Regions from separate parts of the Macaca mulatta genome. Here region 2 is linked to region 1. Evidence: chromatin contacts called from public Hi-C data. All regions are on one chromosome and are shown on one strand. The core of a region is the stretch at or near the end of the contact, and the rest is flanking DNA. Distances in the headings are between cores, read along the strand shown.

Region 1 (6,327 bases), core at 1,890-4,389:
GACATGGATGGTTTTTAAAGCCCTCTGGTGATTTGAAGGTGCAGGCTGCCTTGAGAACTGTTCATTGGTTTACAACTGCAAGTGTTTTTGTTTCAACTAATTGAACATCCAAAGCTCCACCATGTTTTCTTCCATCAAATGCTTTCCTTTTGTGTGTTTCAGTCTGACTGGATCGTTGAGTAGGATTTATAATGTATGTAATAATTTGGGGCCAGGTGTGGTAGCTCATGCCTGTAATCTGAGCACTTGGAGAGGTGAGCAAAAGGATCTCTTGAAGCCAGGAGTTTGAGATTAGCCAGGGCAACATCATGAGACCCCCATCTCTATGTTAAAAAATTTGAAAAACAAATTGAGATCCTTTCACTAAATATTTACTAAGGTTCTATATAATGTTCCATCTTTTTTTTTTTTTTTGAGACAGAGTCTCACTCTGTCACCCAGGCTGGAGTGCAGTGGTGCAATCACAGCTCAACTGCAACCTCCACCTCCTGGGTTCAAGTGATCCACCCCCTCAGCCTCCTGAGTAGCTGGGACTACAGGTACGCACCACCACACCCGGCTAATTTTTGTATCTTTAGGTAGAGATGGCATTTCACTATGTTGGCCAGGCTGGTCTTAAACTCCTGACCTCAAGCAATCTGTCCGCCTCGGCCTCCCCAAGTGCTGGGATTACAGGCGTGAGCCACCATGTCTGGCCTCAAAAAATTGTAATTTAAAAAATACTTCCCTGTATATATTCTTTGAACCTTGCCATCAGCCTTTTTGTGAGGTAGGCAGGTTGGTTTCCTATCTTGAAACGGGCTTTCCAACATTGTAATTAGTGCTTTCTTTTTCTTTTTTTTGTTTTTGAGACAGGGTCTTGCTCTAATCACCCAGGCAGGAGTGCAGTGGCGCAGTCGTGCCTCATTGCAGCCTTGACCTCTCACGCTTGACTGATACTCCTGAGTAGCTGGGACTACAGGCCCGCCACCATGCCCAGCTAATTTTTGTATTTGTTGGAGAGGCAGGGTTCCCTGTGTTGTCCAGCCTGGTCTCGAACTTCTGGGCTCAAATGAGTCCTTTGGCCTTTCAAAGTGCTGGGGTTACGGGCATGAGCCGCAGTGCCGGCTACACAGCTGCTATTGCTTCCTCATTGCCTGTAGACCAAAATTTGTGGAGCTGGGGTGGAAGAGCGGTAGGGAGTGGTTTCCTGCTTGTTATCTCGCTCATTTAGTCCTTTAGCGCAGGACTCAGCCTAGGAGATTGATAACCTGAGGTTACTCGAAAAAAGATCACCCAAAAGTGAAAAACCATTTAGGCAAATTGCACCAGCCCCAGGCAGAACCCATAGACCCTTGTTCTTCACCTTTGCACTTCCAAATGCCTCACTTTCATTGACTACTCTTTGCTCTGCAATTCCAATAATAGCTATCTTTAGAGTGTTTAGTATGTACCAGGTGAAACATGCTATTCTACAAAACCAGTTCAGGGAAGTTAAGTAGCTTGCTCCAGGCCAGCCTGCTCGTCATTGATCACCCTGGATTCAAACACTGTTTTTAGCTCAGATTTTCCTAGTTGGGACTTACTTCATGTCACCTGTGTTAGAATGAGTTGTTTACAGTCTAGGAGCATCTTATAGTGATGGAGAGCACTGCCTTTGGAATCATGCAAAGCTGGGTTCAGTCTTGGTGCTGCTACTAATTTCTACCACTTTGAGCAAGTTACCGTATCTGTTATGACGGAGGTGTTGATAGTAGCGCCTGGATTTGTGAGGACAAATGACAAATGAGGTGTTGATAGTAGCTCCTACATTTGTGAGGATAAACGAGAAATGTAGGTGTAATAATACAGAGAAATAATTTCCTGGTAGCTAGAAATAGAGTTATTTTGGGTGGGAAGTTGGATAACCTGGCAATGGGAACACCCTCTTCTGCAGTCACTTCTTTACTGTAGTAAATTTCCTGGTATTTTTGTTGAATGGGGTGTGTAAGCTGAGGGGAGATTTATGAAAGACGATGAATACAGATGATACAATTCTAATGAAGTTTCTGCTCTATCATGTGGCTCCTCTGTAGCTTCTGTAAACTCACCACTGCATCTTTTGTAAAATTACTTTTTGTTCATGTGCTGCAGAGTCGGATGAATTTGAGCAGTATTTCCAGATTTGAGAAGAGAGCTCCACGGTGAGACGCCTCTCGCCTTGGGGACCAGTCATCAGATTAGGGGCTGTGCAGTCAGTATCTGCAAATCCTTCCCCCACGATTCCCAGCCCACCTGTGAGTGGCCTATTGGATTCCAACCACGAAGTGTTATCGATGATCTCTTCAGTACGTGGGGCTAGCACAGTTCAGCATATATTTTCCCAGTTTAAGACTCTTTACGTTTATTATTATTATTATTTTTAGAGACAGAGTCTCCCTCTGCAGTGCCCAAACAGCTCATTGCAGCCTCCCACTCCTGGGGTCAAGAGATCCTCCCGCCTCAGTCTACAGAGTGGCTGGGATTACAGGTGCATGCCACCATGCCCAGTTAATGTTTAAATTTTTGGCAGAGACGAGGGTATGGGGGAGGGTGGGTCTCGCTATGTTGCCCAGGCTGGTCTCGAACTCCCGGCTTCAAGCGATCCTCCTGCCTCGGCACCCCAAAGCTCTGGGATTACAGGCGTGAGCCACCGTGCCCGCCTGATTAGGTTTATTACTCATTGAATACAATCCTACGGAGCTGCACAGCAGGGTCCCAAACTCAAGCTTGTGGAAGGTCACACCTGGGAAGCGTGGAGCAATGACCTAAAGCGCAGTAGCCGCAGCCAGAACCCGCCCCGGGAACTCCCCCGGAGGCTCTCTTGGCTCGCACAGCCGCTCCCTGGCCGCTCCCCTTTCCCCGCCTCCTTCACTCCCACGCTTTTGGGACTACACTTCCCAGCGCCCCTTGCGGAGGAGGCGGGCCGCGAGCTGCTTCCGGGGCCGCTTCCTGGCTTTGGACTACATTTCCCGTGAGGCCTTGCGGCCCCGTCCTGGATTTCTCCAGACTCTTCGGCCAGCGCCGCCTCCGCCTGGACTCCACTTCCCGGCAGCGCCCGCGGCGGGGCGGGGCAGGACGAGGCGGGACGCGCGGCCCGAGGGGCGGGGGTGGCGGGCGGCCCGGGGCTGCGGGGGGGGCCACCGCCTCCCTGGGCCTGCCTGGGCGACCGCCTCCGCGATGCCGCTGCTCGTCGAGGGGAGGCGAGTGCGGCTGCCGCAGTCCGCCGGGGACCTCGTCCGAGCCCACCCGCCTTTGGAGGTGAGCGGGGCGCGGCGCGGGGCTTCGGGGCGGGCCCGAGGGGAAGCTGCAGGGCGGGCGAGCGCCCTCCTCACCCCGCCGCCGCCCGTCTCACGCGACACAGACTTGAAACTTGGCGCTGTCTGCACGTCCGGAGCCCTGATTGTTGGCTCGCGCCTTCCCCTTGAGGGGTCCGGGAGCTTTTGCCTTCTTGAGACTTCAGCGGACTGCAGCGGAGGCCACTCTCTGACGGGGGAGGGGACGGGTGCCCAGAGAGGTTAGGTGACTAGCCCAAGGTCGCACAGCACCGCGGCTTGAGGACACGCCGGGACCCTTATTCCCAGACGGGGCGGCTGCAGCCCCCAGAGGGGCCGGTCCGTTTAGGCAAATCCGGCCGCCCGCCTTCGGGGACCGGCAGCCTGCCGTGAACGTTGCCTCGTCCTTGCGTCCCCGTGAAGCAGGAGGTTATTCCAGGGCGGGCTTCGGAGAGCGTTTGGGCCGGGGGATCTTGGCGGGGACCCCCATTCCTTCCTCCTCTCTCCCCTACCCCCGGGGCGTAGGGCGCCGAGTTATTTTTAGCCGGAAGAGCGAGCCTTGCAACCCAGCTGGGCCATAGGACCACGCCCTGATGCACGGGTTTTGTTTGTTTTTTCTGCTTTTGTGCTCAAATGGATCTCTCAACTCTTGTCCACGCTTCTGCAAGGGCTGTTGGCAAGGGGGTTCTTAGTTTTTAAAAAGAGCGGGGCGTGGAGCGGGGGAGGCAAACGTCCTACTTGCCATAGATCCTGTTAAAGGGGACTCAATCAGTTCGTTGATTTGAGAATCAAATATCGAGCCCCTAATATCTGTTGGGCACCGTACTTATCACTGTCCCTACCCTCGGAGTGTTTATAGTCTAGAAGAGAGAATGGTTTCTGATGGAAGAAGGCTCAGATACTGTAAACTGTTAAGTGCCATAAAGAAAAAGCGTCCCCTTTCACTCTGAGATGTGAAGCACAGGAACCTGACCAAGTGTGTGGGGTTGGGGAAGGCATTTAGAGGTTTCATCTGTCACAGCTGTACAGTTTGTGATTATTTTGTTTGCTCGTTTGTTCTCTATTTGATCTGTTCCCAGAATGTAAGCCTCCTGAAGGCAGATAAGAGTAGTATCCTCGCTTTTGTATCCTCAGAGTGTAGGACGGTCCCTGGCATAGAATTGACGCTCAGTAAAGATGTGTTGCATAAACGAGGGCACAAAATAACCCCTGAACGTGATCTGAAGGGTGAGAAGTACTTACTGACAGGAGAAGGCAGACAGCTCTGTGTGATTCTCAGCTTGCATTTCAGGACCGACCATCGTCTGTTAGCCAACATGCACCGAGCTAGGTGTGGTGGTGTGTCATTTTATCCTTGCATTGTGTTACTGTCTTGTTAACTAGCGAAGTCAGGAGTAGGACTCACCAAGGAAAAATAATTTCAGCAGCCTGAAGAATTTAGGGGACGCTCTACTTTTGTCTGTTTGAAAATGTTCGTGATAGAAAGTTAGATGGGTGTCCCGGGCTGCACACTTAAGTGTGGAGGGGGATTTGGTGACATACCGGGACTGCTCCTCTGGAAGGAAGGTTTTGGCCTATTTAAGAAGACATGTCCTAGAAAGACTGTACTGGGGACCAGTTTGTGTTACAGGAACTTTGGAAGGGGGCAATCACCTTGATTTGCGGCAGTGTAAGTGAAGGATGCAGGCACGAGACAGATTTGAAAAGAAGGGTGAAGGCATCGCAGCTGGGCAAGCCGCCTGGGGCGTGGTGGGCAGGAGGGGAAGGGCTCAGTGGGTGGGTGGCCTGGCCAGTTTCCCCAGAGCAGCCAGGGTGAGGAGGGGAAACATGGAAAGTAAACCTACAGAGGTGGATTGTACCCAGATGACCAAATGACCAAGGGGCTCAGATGGACTTTTCACCTACTTAGCAACAGGGAGACATTAAAGGTTGGAATTTTTTTTTTTTTTTGGAGACTGAGTTTCGCTCTGTGGCCCAGGCTGGAGTGCTGTGGCGCAATATCGGCTCACTGCAACCTCCGCCTCCCAGGTTCAAGCGATTGTTGTGCCTCAGCCTCCCAAGTAGCTGCGATTACAGGTGCACACCACCAAGCCCAGGTAATTTTTTTATTTTTGGTAGAGATGGGGTTTCACCGTGGTTGGCCGGGCTGGTCTCGAACTCCCGACCTCAAGTGATCTGACCATCTCGGCCTCCCAAAGTGCTGGGATTACCGGTGTGAGCCAGTCTGCCCGGCCTGGACTATTTTTATGTAATAAAGCAGGGTGTCCTCTTTGTAGGAAAGCAAAATATAATAATATAGAGAAGAAAAAAGTAATGTATGACTACAACCATTCTTCAGTTTGGTGGAAGTCGTAATGGAGGTTTTTCTTTGTACATAATTTGCTTTTAAACAATGATAGCTTGCTATATGTTGTTTTACGTGTCTTTTTCATGTAACGATGTGTTCTGAGTATGGAGTACCAACAGTTCAATGCCTGTGTGTAGCTATGACTAGCAAATAACAATAACAGTAATACAGTGGAAGCTGCCAAGCACCACAGCAAGTGTTACTGCTATTCCCATTTTACAGATGAGAACTGTGAGGCACAGAGAGGCTGGGAAACTGGCCCCAGGCCCCACATCCTGGGAGCCGGGAAGCCAGGATTGGAACCCTGGCAGCCTGCCCTTACCTCTGGAGCCGCGCTATTCAGTACAGTAGCCACGAGCCATGTGGTTCCTTATGATTTAAATCAATTAAAATTAGACAAAATTGAAAACTCAGTTCTTCAGTAGCAGTAGCCACATTTCAAGTGCTGAGCAGACAGAGTGGCTCCTAATGAGACAGTATGAATATAGACTGACCATCCCTGCAGAAAGTTCCTTTGGCCAGAGCTGTTGAGAGCCCTCCCTTAGTCACTCTTAACCAGTCACTGGGTACGCGGTTACCAGTCCTGCAACATCTTGGGTGATATAGTTCCATAGAGTCTACAAGATGCTCACAGCATAGCGTAGTTCCTGCTTTTATTAATTTATTTATTTTTGAGAGACGCAGCCTTGCTCTGTCACCCAGGCTGGA
Region 2 (6,327 bases), core at 1,702-4,201, 78 kb after region 1:
TTTTTCTTTTCTGCCCAGTTAGCACCAACATAAATTGTTCATTCCATCTAAGACCCTCTATTACTTCAGGGAATATAAACATAAGTCCCGGCCAGGCGCAGTGGCTCACACCTGTAATCCCAGCACTTTGGGAGGCTGAGATGGGCGGATCACAAGGTCAGGAGTTTGAGACCAGCCTGACCAACAAGGTGAAACCCCGTCTCTACTGGGAATACAAAAATTAGTCGGGTGTGGTGGCACGCGCCTGTAGTCACATCTGCTCGGGAGGCTGAGGCAGAAGAATCACTTGAATCTGGGAGGCGGAGGTTGCAGTGAGCGGAGATCGCACCACTGCACTCCACCCTGGACAACAGAGCGAGGCTCTATCTCAAAAAAACAAAAAAAAGTAAGTCCCAGTCATAGTTCTGAAAAACTTACACTCAGAATTTTCACACTGACCTAAGGCAGAAACTTCCAGCCCACATGTTCTGAATTCCTAAAAGATCACTGCAATTTTTGTGAATGCTCCAATATTAAACACACTGGAATTGCAGTCCCTCTTGATACCTTCATTGAGAGAGTTTAAGATATTTTATCATCAATTAACACTTAGGGAGCAACCAATGTAATCTACTGATCAAATGCCAGAAAAGTAGTATTTAAAGCAGGATTCCGACCCACTCTGCAGATTTTCCTATAAAGGCTAATTACTCCTGTAGGAAAGATCATCCCAGTTCTTTAGGATTCCAATTACAATCACATGAAGCCCATCCACCTTCTTAGGAAATTGAAAACACCACTTTGCATCATTTTGTACTCAACTGCTGGTGGTTTAAACATGATCTTGGGGCCGGGCGCGGTGGCTCAAGCCTGTAATCCCAGCACTTTGGGAGGCCGAGACGGGTGGATCACAAGGTCAGGAGATCGAGACCATCCTGGCTAACACAGTGAAACCCCGTCTCTACTAAAAAATACAAAAAAAAAAAACTAGCCGGGCGAGCTGGCGGGCGCCTGTGGTCCCAGCTACTCGGGAGGCTGAGGCAGGAGAATGGCGTGAACCCGGGAGGCGGAGCTTGCAGTGAGCTGAGATCAGGCCACTGCACTCCAGCCTGGGCGACAGAGCGAGACTCCGTCTCAAAAAAAAAAAAAAAAAACAAAAAAAAACATGATCTTGACCAGGATTTCTCAGCCTCAACACTGCTGACATTTTGGGCCAGAGAATTATCCAGCGTGGGGAGCTGTCCTGTGCAATGTAGGATGTTTAGCTGTGTCCCTGGCCTCTACCCACTAGGTACCGGTGGCACCTCCCTGCCCCCATTGTGACAATCAAAAATATGCCCAGAGATAGCCAAATGTCCCCTGGGGAAATAAATTGCCCCCTGCTTTAAGAACCACTCACCTGGACAAACTCAAAGTACCAAAAGGTAGACACTCTGCTAATCAGAAGACGGTAAAGACTTTATTCCCAGCCAGGAAAACACATAACATTCACTCCAGAGATGGCACAAGAAAACCATATTATCTTTTTCTTGTCTTCCACCCAATGTATGCTAAGCAACCGAGGAGTAGGCTACACCACTATGAGCACATGAAAACATCTGGCCTTTTACAATTATTGCCTTCAACTCTCCAGTGACAAGTGAACAAATCTACAGCAGCTGCTGCCTTGAAAAAAGACAAAATATATTATTCCTACCAGCTCAAAATTCAAATGTAGCCGTCTTAAAACACTAGCATTGCTCCTGAATGCCACATGCATGAAAAGCCGGGTGTGCACTGGACTGGACAAGCTGACTCCCAAGCTGGAACAGAGAGAAGGGCTTTGAGGGAGGGCAGAATGTCAGGTACCGAAAGCAGGAATCCATGAAGAAACCCAAACCGGTTCCCATTTACAAGCCCTAACACTGGGACAATGAGAATCCGTTTCACATGGTAGAGCAGTCAGCCAGGTACACCACGCTGCCGTTCCCCTAAAAGGAAATCAGAGGTAGGCTCTGTTACCAGTGGATTTGGAGTTGACTCGGGGATATCTCCTCGCCACTGGAAAGGGGGAGCCGGGAAGTTGTGGGGCAGCTGCGATCCCTGAAACTCAATTCGCAATCTACGCAATACCCACCCCTTTCTGGAACTCACAGAGGTTCTCGCCCGGTGTTCGCAGGCTTAGCATCGGAATCACCTTCGTGGGGCGGAGTGGGAGGGGGACGGTGGCGGTTAAACATGCAGATCTCGGTCCCGCCCCCAGAGGTTCTGACCCCGGGACTGAACCTCCACATTTTACCAAAGGCCCCAGGTGATTCCCACGCAGGCTGAAGTTGGAAAACCACTGCTTTAGCAATTTTCATTCCTAACTTGGAGACCAAGAAAAACCTACAGGTTTGCAGCTGGCTCCGAAATAACTGCGGCTTCTTTCCGGGAGCATCTGGGGTCGCCAACGGAGAGCTCCCAGTACTCCGAAAGGGCCAGCCGAGTTCAGGCCGGCCACTCACGGAACCTCGGCAGGGCCCAAGGTCGGCCCCACGGTCCCAGTTCTGGGCTCCGGGCCCCTCACGGCCCCCACGGAACCCCGCCCAGCCTCTTCGGCCCACGGGGACCCGAGAGACACCCGGTCCCGTGACGCGCCCGGGCCCCAGCCGCCCTCCTGGCGAGGCCTCCTCAGGCGGGGCCCGTCAGCCCGCGTCCCCCTGCCCGGGTCACAATGGCAGCTTGAGACTGGCAAACAGTCGCCTCGGAGGCGGGAGCCCCGGGCCGCAGCGCCGTCCCCATCGCCCCCTCCCGGTACGGACCTTCTCCAGGGACGCGTCCATGGCTGAGGCGGCCGGTGGTGGCCCAATGCTCCCGGGCACTACTTCCTCCTCCCGCGCCCGGCCGCTGTTTCCACGCTGGCAGCGCTGACGTCCTCCGCGCCCGTGGCCGGCGGGGCGGAGAGGAGGAGGAGCTGCCCAGCGGCGCCGCGGGCTGGCGAACCTGCGGGTTGAGGGGCGGCGGGGCGGGGCCCCGTGGAGGTGGGCGGAGCCCTCTGGGATTCCGTACCTGGGCCTCACGCCGGCCCTCCTTAACGTGCGTAGGCGAAAAGGGGAGGATGCCCGGTGGATTGTTCACCAAACTCACTCTTTCCAGCAGCCTGTCGGAATCAACAAGGTAGAAGTATAATAATCACAAAGTACTATTCATGGAGTGAAAGGCTGGAAATACTAGTGACGCACCTGCACTTCCGGACCCAGGGTTCCAAGTCTCCCGCCTCCCCTCCCGCTGTCATCCCTCGAGAATGGAACAGGCCATTCGCCACGAAGGCGGTGAGCGAGCGAGCACCCTTGCACATGCGCAGGACTTACAGCGTCCTCGGCGCCCAGGGACTTGGGGTTTTTGGGTTTGGGGGCTGCTTGGTGAACGCTGTTCGGCGAAGGCACTGATCTAAGCAGAGGTGTTTGTCTCAGACCTTCCCGCCGAATTATAGACGGGAAAAAATTGTTCAGACAACTGGGCCAGCCTCCTTCATGTAACAATTATAACTTGTCAGGTAATGGGTAATAATAATAATGATAATATTAATACATCAGCTGCTGCTCTTCCATTTTCCTATTTCAACAGCTCTAGGAGATCATCATTATCCCCATTTCGCAGTGCCGATCTAGGTATGATTCAGACCCGAGTCCCATGAGTCCACATACCGCTTCCACTCCCACTTTACTTTAAATGTTTTAAAAAGTTAATTTTTTATTAATTTTTTTATCTTGTTACCGATGAATTGAAGAGAAAAAAAATTTAAATCTCATTTTAATAAAGAAGCGGGGATGTCTCACTCTGTTGCCCGGGCTGGCTTCGAACTCCTGGCCTCAGGCGATCTTCCCGTCTCAGCCTCCCAAAGTGCTGGGATTACAGGCGTGAGCTACCACGCCCGGCCACTTCTGCAGTTTTACTGCAATGTGTTTCTAACGAATGGGGAAGGCGTACATTTGCATAGTAGATTCCTCCCACCTTAATGAGGGAAACTGATGTAGACTACCACAGTTGCAATCAATGGAACACTTCACCTCTGCGATGACGCTACAACCACAAATCTTACTCCTTTTCTCCCTGTTTTTTCTTTTTTTCTTTTTTCTTTTTTTTTTTTTTTTGAGATGGAGTCTCGCTCTGTCGCCCAGGCTGGAGTGCAGTGGCGCGATCTCGGCTCACTGCAAGCTCCGCCTCCCGGGTTCACGCCATTCTACCGCCTCAGCCTCCCAAGTAGCTGGGACTACAGGCGCCCGCCACCGCGCCAGGCTAATTTTTTGTATTTTTAGTAGAGACGGGGTTTCACCATTCACAGGATGGTCTCGATCTTCTGACCTCGTGATTTGCCCGCCTCGGCCTCCCAAAGTGCTGGGATTACAGGCGTGAGCCACCGCGCCCGGCCTTCTCTCCTGTTTTATACTCTTCCTCCCGAAATCCGTGTAACAGGGTCACGTTTTCAGCGCAGTAACTCCATGTTTTGAGCTATCTATGTTGTATTTGGTAAATTGCCTGGTTCTGTTAATAAAATTATTTTCTACCAAAAAACCCTTGTGTGCTGGTTTAGACTGTACTGTGGGAATTATTCAGACTCTCTAAAGAACTTTTCAAACAGAAGGAATGACAGATTTATATCTTTCAAGAACCGAAGACTGAATGTATCCCCGCTTGAACAAAACAAGTCACTTTTCCAATGTGTTATGAAATTGTTCAAACATGTAGAAAAGTTGAAACAATTGTACAGTGAACAACCATGTACCCACTACCTAGATTCTACAATTAATTTTCCCTATATTTCCTTTATCACACATGCATCCATATATCCACCCATCGATATAAGTACATTCAACCTCTGAGCACCTCAGCATGGGTATCATTCAAAACTAGTATAAAGTCACCTCCAAGTTTCTGTGGATTACATTACAAAGTATAATCGATTCTACAAAACAAATACTAGAGAGAGAAAAGTTAACTTTACTGTTTGAAAAGTAGACTTTGACAACCCAATGTGAAAAAGTGGAAATAATCAACCAGATTATTTATTATATTTAGCCAAATATTTATTGACTGCCATCTTGGACAGTTGTGCTGGAAATAGTATGTAGAAGAGTAAGAGGCTGGTTCAAGACCAGCCTGGCCAACATGGTGAAACTCCGTCTCTACTAAAAATACAAAAAATTAGCTGGGCGTGGTGGCAGACACCTGTAATCCCAGCTACTTGGGAGGCTGAGGCAGGAGAATCACTTGAACCCGGAAGGCAGAGGTTGCAGTGAGCCGAGATTGCAGCACTGCACTCTAGCCTGAGCAATAAGGTGAGACCCCGTCTCAAAAAACAGTAAAAATAAAAATAAGAGGCTGGGCCAGGCACGGTGGCTCACCTCCTGTAATCCCAGCACTTTGGGAGGCTGAGGCGGGCGGATCACAAGGTCAGGAGATCGAGACCATCCTGGCTAACACGGTGAAACCCTGTCTCTACCAAAAATACAAAAAGAAATTAGCTGGGCGTGGTGGTGGGCGCCTGTGGTCCCAGCTACTCCGGAGGCTGAGGCAGGAGAATGGTGTAAACCCGGGAGGCAGAGCTTGCAGTGAGCCGAGATTGCAGGACTGCACTCCAGCCTGGGCAACACAATGAGACTCCATCTCAAAAATAAAATAAATAAAAAATTAAAAAATTTTAAAAAGGCAGGGTGCGGCGGCTCATGCCTGTAATCCCAGCACTTTGGGAGGCTGAGGTGGGCAGATCACCTGAGGTCAGGAGTTCGAAACCAGCACAGCCAACATGGTGAAACCCCCTCTCTACTAAAAATAAAAAAATTAGCAGAGTGTGGTGGTGTGCGCTTGTAATCCCAGCTACTCGGGAGGCTGAGGCAGCATAATCGCTTGAACCTGGGAGGTGAAGGTTGCAGTGAGCCAAGATTGCACCACTGCATTCCAGCCTGGGTGACAAGAGCAAGACTCTGTCTCCAAAAACAAACACACACACACACCACAAAGACAAGCTCTCTGCCCTAAAGAAAAACACTATTTTCTCTCTGCCCTAAAGAAAAACACTATTTTCTCTCTGCCCTAAAGAAAAACACTATTTTGGGTAGAGGTTTTTACTTTGGGATGCAGATGGAGGTCTCTGAAACTATACTCAAAATTTGTTGTGTGTGTGAGTGCATTTTTCTGGGGAAAACATCCATCGTTTTCATGATATACTCAAGTCTGTGACTCCCCCATCCCCAGAAAAAAAAAAACAATGTTGAAACCATTTGGCTTGTGGATGCACAGATAGGAAAACTGATAAATTATAAAGCAGCATTCTATGGACTAGTGAAGAGAGATAAGCAGAATATTGTACAATTTGGAGCATGAAGC

The links. Hi-C and Micro-C count contacts between places; a contact is called where the count stands out from the background.
Region 2: a contact with region 1 is called in a Hi-C map of cortical neurons, with 4 times the contacts expected there. The contact joins the promoter of PDXDC1 here to the promoter of NTAN1 in region 1. A contact is called at or near these places in 2 of 14 Hi-C or Micro-C datasets (CD4 T cells and cortical neurons).

What each region holds. Positions count from the first base shown.
Region 1 is chr20:16,003,954-16,010,280 of T2T-MMU8v2.0, forward strand. It overlaps NTAN1 (N-terminal asparagine amidase), which reads left to right and starts at 3,140. Exons shown (of 8, transcript XM_015125684.2): 1 at 3,140-3,258.
Region 2 is chr20:16,081,844-16,088,170 of T2T-MMU8v2.0, forward strand. PDXDC1 (pyridoxal dependent decarboxylase domain containing 1) reads right to left here and starts at 2,952. Exons shown (of 23, transcript XM_077987162.1): 1 at 2,763-2,952. The coding sequence starts at 2,783.